Regions from separate parts of the Hordeum vulgare genome. Here region 2 is linked to region 1. Evidence: chromatin contacts called from public Hi-C data. All regions are on one chromosome and are shown on one strand. The core of a region is the stretch at or near the end of the contact, and the rest is flanking DNA. Distances in the headings are between cores, read along the strand shown. Region 1 holds the start of LOC123433943 (chaperone protein dnaJ 13). Region 2 holds the start of LOC123433959 (monocopper oxidase-like protein SKU5).

Evidence for each region. Hi-C and Micro-C count contacts between places; a contact is called where the count stands out from the background.
Region 2: a Hi-C map of leaf shows a contact between it and region 1, with 7 times the contacts expected there. The contact joins the promoter of LOC123433959 here to the promoter of LOC123433943 in region 1. A contact is called at or near these places in 2 of 6 Hi-C or Micro-C datasets (leaf and seedling) and 1 of 1 datasets of contacts at active chromatin or transcription factors (embryo).

Annotation. Positions count from the first base shown.
Region 1 is chr1H:325,001,607-325,004,697 of MorexV3_pseudomolecules_assembly, forward strand. It overlaps LOC123433943 (chaperone protein dnaJ 13), which reads right to left and starts at 1,618. Exons shown (of 13, transcript XM_045115484.1): 1 at 1,241-1,618; 2 at 10-296. The coding sequence starts at 1,384.
Region 2 is chr1H:325,392,188-325,395,278 of MorexV3_pseudomolecules_assembly, forward strand. It overlaps LOC123433959 (monocopper oxidase-like protein SKU5), which reads left to right and starts at 1,564. Exons shown (of 6, transcript XM_045115485.1): 1 at 1,564-2,113; 2 at 2,235-2,344; 3 at 2,461-2,731; 4 at 2,854-2,992. The coding sequence starts at 1,991.

The DNA of each region.
Region 1 (3,091 bases), core at 368-2,867:
ACTCTGTACCCTCCCATGACGCCGTCGCCATCCAAATATTGTGGCAGTGAGATATTAGCTAGGATTGATCCAGTGGATCGAGCATGAAAGAAAACTTTCTCTTCCTCCTTACGCCGTCGCAGCTCTTCTAACTGTCGTTTGATTTCTTCGGGTTTATTTAACTTGGGACCAAGTTCCAGACCAGAATTTAAACCTTCCATGCCATAGATATCATAGATCTGTCTTTTGTTCTCATCCGATAGTATCTCATATGCATCACGTATTCGTTGGAAGTTTTCAGTTGCTACATCCTTCATCTATAGAAGCAGAAAAGACAACAAAAGAAGATCCTAGTCAGGTCAGAAGAACTCAGGAATGTAAATTATTGCAGATGAGTTATTCAGCAAAATGCAGATAGCACAAGTGCAAGTCTAACTACCATTGAATGAAATTTTAATCCTAGCAATATTAATATAAATTGCGAATACAGAAAAAACATGTAACGGCATGTCCCTTCTCTAATTTCCATTTATCAAATAACTTTTTCTTTCGCCAAATTGATATTTACAGGATGAATTGGTCTGATCAAAATATAATTAGCAGGATGCCCGTGCTTGTGTTTCTACGGTATGAGGTAATGCCATGACAGGTTGTCACTTGTCACTTCTCCAGTGCTCATGACAGGTTGTCACCTCTCCAATATCCGAACAAAATACGCAAGATAGGTTGTTACCACATAACGAACGAAGACCTGTCCTGTTCCAGACTGATCACAAAAAATATAGGTTTCATTCAACCGGCGTGCGCATTTGACTCAGCATTACCCAGTCTCTTCCTATGATCTTATAATTCTCCTAATAATCTCAGACGTAATCTGATTGATACATGATAAAGGAATAAATTCATACCACGTGAGTTAGCAAATAGAGACATAGACATTGCCCAACCCTTCCCTTTGATCTCTGTCTCTCCTCAAAGGAGAAATACCTACAAACTATAGGATACCAACAGCAATGTCTGTCCGAAGCAACCAACGCCTAATCCAAGCACACGACAGTACAGGATCAAACCAGTGAAACCCAACTGCTTAACGACCTCGAAACAATCAAATTCCCGCACCAATTTGCCCCACCGCACCGCATCCCAAGCTACCGCAATGTCACCACCAGCCAAAAGCCCAAAACTATGGGTGCAGCAACCCTAAGCCACCACTAATCGAATCTCAGCGGCAGCCCGGAGAGAGAGGGGGCGGGAGGGTTACCTGGGGGTCCTGGTACTTGTCGGGGTGGTAGATTTGCGCGAACTGGCGGTATGCCCTGCGGATTTCCTCGTCGGAGGACTCCGGCGAGAGGTGCAGAAGCGCGTAGAGCTCCCTCCCGTCCTCCGGCTCCGGCTCCGGCGCCATGACGCCGTGCGGCTGCGGCGGCTGCTTCTGCTTGCCCGGCACGGCGGTGGGGGGCGAATGGGGCAGGGTTTTTTTTCGGACGCGAGGGTTTATGGTGATTTTCCTTCTTCTTCTTGGTGGATTTGTTGGGGATTAATAAAGAGTTCTTCGATTTCTACTTCCGCCTCAAGACATAGACATCCATCACAGGGTGAAGGAGCTATACTCCCTCCGTTTTCTTTCCTTCGCTGATGAAATAAAATAAAGGAGTCCGTTTTCTCGTCTGGGTGACGGAAAGAAGAGAGGGCGTCGTCGCCGTAAGAAACAGGTACGGTCCCTGACGAAGCGACGAAGTTCGGAAACCTAAACTCATCTCGTATGGGGGCCCCTATGTATCGCTTATAGCGAGACGTAGGAACCCTCGCTTCAAGAAGAGCGCTAGATGGGCCTGCCCAGCTCGCGGAAGGTCCACGGACTCGTTTTTTTTCATGTTTTTTTGCTGTTTTTGCTTTTTTTTACTTCTAATAAATATATCAATAAATATATTTATAAAACAGTTTGAAAGACATTTTATAGCAATGTTAACCAAGTATTTAAAAAGTTAAATGTGTATCGAGAAAATATTTATAAAGTATACAAGAAAATACAGTGGGTATGAAAAAAAGGATCATATACTTAAAAAATGTTAATGAGGCATTCAAAAAATAACAAGTGTTCAGAAAATGTTAATCAGAACATTTTAAAAATAATAAAAGTGTATAAATAATATGTTGACCATGTAATAAAAAATGTCAATCTCATATTTAGAAAAACAATCAAGCATCTGAAAATGTTAAAATGTGTATAAAAAATGTTTATCATGTATTCAAGAAATGTTATATATAAAAATATTAATCAAGCATTTAAAAAATGTTTAAAATATGTATACAAAACAAAATTCCCGTGTATTAAAAAATTATTTAAAATGTATTTATAAAATAATAAACATTTAATAAAAATATTGTTGACATATACAAAAATATAGAATGAAAACCAAAAGAAACAAAGAAATATGAAAGAACCAATGAAAACCAACAAAGAAAATAAAAAATAAAAAATCAAAGAAAATCGGTAAGAACAGTGTAAAAATGAAAAGTCTAATGAAAAAACAAAAAGGTAGAGAAAACAAGTAAATAAAAAAGGAAAAATGGAATAAAACCGGACCGAACGAGTCTACGAGTAAGTTTTTTAAGGGTAAAGCAATGCTTTATTAATCATAAGCCACAAGCTCTGGGATACAAGATTGATCGTGGGGTTGGCTCAACCAAGCGTGACACCCGAGATCAAGAGAAAGAGAGTACTTGGCTAGCTATGTGCTCCCGTATTGGCACCACGCCCTTCGAAAGTAAAGTTACAACAAAAAAACTCGATCTAAGCTTAATCTCATTGACTATGGCTCCATGCTTTCCCCTGCTTAAAGTTGCAATGTGTGATATGGTTTGCTTAGAGTTCGATGAGACCAACATGCGCTCCACGTGCAAGTCTTCCGCTAGAGCCAAAGTTTCTCTACAAGCGATCATCTCCAGGATAGCGGGATCCTCGACACAAGCTATCACCAGCGCAAAGCTTCCCAAAAAATTGCCATGTTCATCCCTGGATACAGCCGTTGCAGAGCCGCCACGTCCCTTCCAGATGCTAGCGTTAACATGGATTTTGACGCAGCCTGTTGGAGGTGCTCTCGGTCGTGCC
Region 2 (3,091 bases), core at 314-2,813, 390 kb after region 1:
GACTTAACATCTCACATAAAGCACAGTGAAGACCAATGTTACTAGTAACACCATAGTTAGAGCTACTGTTACTAGTAACTTCCATAGTTATTAGTCATTTAATACCCTTGTAATGGGACGTAGCGGGCCTGACGAACTCTATATAAGCTCTCCCGATGCTCTTCGACAAGGGTTAAGCACCGTGTGTATTCACACCCCTAATAAGCAAACACTAAGTCTCTCGGCTCGAGACGTAGGGTCTTTACCACTTCCGAATGGGGCCTGGACTCCTACATCCGAGTGTTACACATGCGCCATAGCTAGGCTCCGCCCCCTCATCCGTACCCCTCGTACTATTGTCAAGCTCGTTCCCTCGACATCTGTCGCCGCCACTTTCGCTCGCCGTCTGCTACTTAAAGCTCGTCGTCCTTCACTTTACTCTAGTAGATATGCCCCCATGCCACCGGACAACTTATCTAATGTCGGAGCGTCGACTACAACTACTTGATCAGGTCCTTGCAAGGCACGAAGACTGGATAGCCGCGGGGCTACCTCCGGATGTGTTAGATCCGGAGGAGGAGGAGGAGGAGCATGAGGACGGGGAGAAGAAGGAGGAGAGAGAGGAGGAGGAGGGTGTGAGGGACGCAGGGGCCGCGGATCTGCAGGCGGAGCAACATGTGATCCTTGATTCCTTCTGGTCGAAATCGACGACGAAGGCCAAGCGACGTGGTTTGCAAGAGGCGGAGGTGGAGCACACCACAGACGTCGACGAGATGCACGCGACTATGAAGGAGGAGTGGCCAAAACCCTCCTACGCGCCCATCTAATATGTAGTTTATAGAGGTGGAGCACACCACAGACGTCGGCCCGGACGTCGTGAACATTTTCGACAACAACAAAGTGTAGTTTATAGACTAGTATGTATGTCATCTTTTGTATGATTTGTATGAATTTAAGAAATAAAATATAAGGTATTCGGATCCATAGCATAAAATATAAAATAAATGTGTCTAGGGCACGTCTACATGTAACATAATTATTATACATCTAAATGATTAAATTAAATATATATAAAAAATACCCACATAAATCCCTATGTGATATCAATGATATAGAACTTAGATGTGTAATACTTATCTCACATGGTGTTTTAGCAAAATTGATATTAATTATGATTGGTTAATGTATATACGGTTCATGATCATTTGAGTGGCCGGGTTTGTTAAGTGTGGCTGTGGATGCTATAATTCCGTCGGAGAGCCAGCCGCTGTCGTGCAGCCGGTCCCATGCATGCACGTGCCCTGCGGCGCCGGTCAAGATGGCGCGAGGGGTGGTGGGGGGGCGCACCGACCGCAGCCAATGCCACCACCGCCATCACCGCGGCTGCGCGCATGGGATCCCACGTTCGCGCCCCGGTCACTGCTGGCCATTCGCTGGCCTGCGCATGTGGAGATGCTGGAGCGCCGTGCGCGCTTCACAACGTGGGTGCTCGAAGAGTTTAAGAAGGTTTTTATAGTCCAACGATTTCCTGTGCTGAGACTTGGAAGCAGATGCTTTGTTGTGCTTAGGGCCAAACTTGTTCGTAATACGTGGACCATCGCAAGCTTGGACTATCCAACGGTAATCAGATCCATCCAGTGAAACACAAGACCGAGCAAATTTTGCTGCCAAGGCAACGACCGCTGCGACCACCGGTCGAGCAGGCTCCGCTCCAACACGGGCATTTCCCCGCCGCGCTCAGCTCAGTCCACTCCAAGCGCATACGCTCCCCCACCGCAGCATTCCGCCGCGGCGCCACGCCACCCTGTGACCTACCACGCGCACGCGCTCCCCCTCTGCGTACACGCTGTCGAGCCAGTCCTCCTCCTTCCTTCCTCCCCAGTCCGTCCCGCTCTCTGCTCTCTGCTCTGCTCTCCACAGTGCAGCTCCACTGACTGAATCACCTGCTCTTCCTGTCGCTTCATCCGCCCAGCTACTCATTTCCCAAGACCGCCGGGCTCGACCCGCCGCAATGTGGCGGCTTCTCGCGCTGGTGGCGTGCGCCGCCGTGCCGGCAATGGCCGGCGACCCCTACGCCTTCTTCGACTGGGACGTCTCCTACGTCACCGCAGCGCCCCTCGGCGTCAAGCAGCAGGCAAGCTTAAGCTAGCAGCCATTTTACTCTCATATCACTCGTCGCGCAGCGCAGGCATTGTCCTCTGCTCCCCACCCTCCGTCTCGTTTTTAAGGAGCCGTTGTTTCCTTGTCGCCGGTAGGTGATAGGCATCAACGGCAAGTTCCCGGGCCCCGTCGTCAACATCACCACCAACTGGAACGTCGTCGTCAACGTGCTCAACGACCTCGACGAGCCCCTCCTAATCACCTGGTGCATGCCCATTCCCCCTCTCTCTCTCGCGCGCGCGCGTGTTGCCGCCATTGATTTGATTCCTTCGAGTCGCAGCAGGCAGGCCGCTGAGAATTGTGTTGCGCGGTGGCATGCAGGAACGGGATCCAGCACCGGAAGAACTGCTGGCAGGACGGCGTGCTGGGCACCAACTGCCCCATCCCGGCCGGGTGGAACTGGACGTACGAGTTCCAGGTCAAGGACCAGATCGGCAGCTTCTTCTACTTCCCCTCCACCGGCCTGCAGCGCGCCGCCGGCGGCTTCGGCGGCATCGTCGTCAACAACCGCGCCGTCATCGCCGTGCCCTTCGGCCGCCCCGACGGCGACATCACCATCCTCATCGGCGACTGGTACAACAGGAACCACACGGTGCGTCGTCGTAAAACACGCGGTTCCGGCCACCAAGCTAATCACAGCGCCGCACTGATTTCTTATGAGAGATACAGTGCCACATTGGCTTAATTGCTTGACCATGTGATTCCGCGCTGCAGGATCTGAGGAAGATGCTTGATGAAGGGAAGGAGGTCGGGATGCCGGACGGCGTGCTGATAAACGGCAAGGGCCCGTACCGGTACAACGACAGCCTTGTGCCGGCCGGCATTGAGCATGAGACCATCGACGTGCATCCCGGTAATTCACTGCCCCCTATCATAGCATCCTGGTACTTGCATTCTGGGTTGGCAACTTGCTGGACAGGGTTAAAAAAAACTTGGCAAGTGGGGGAGCAGG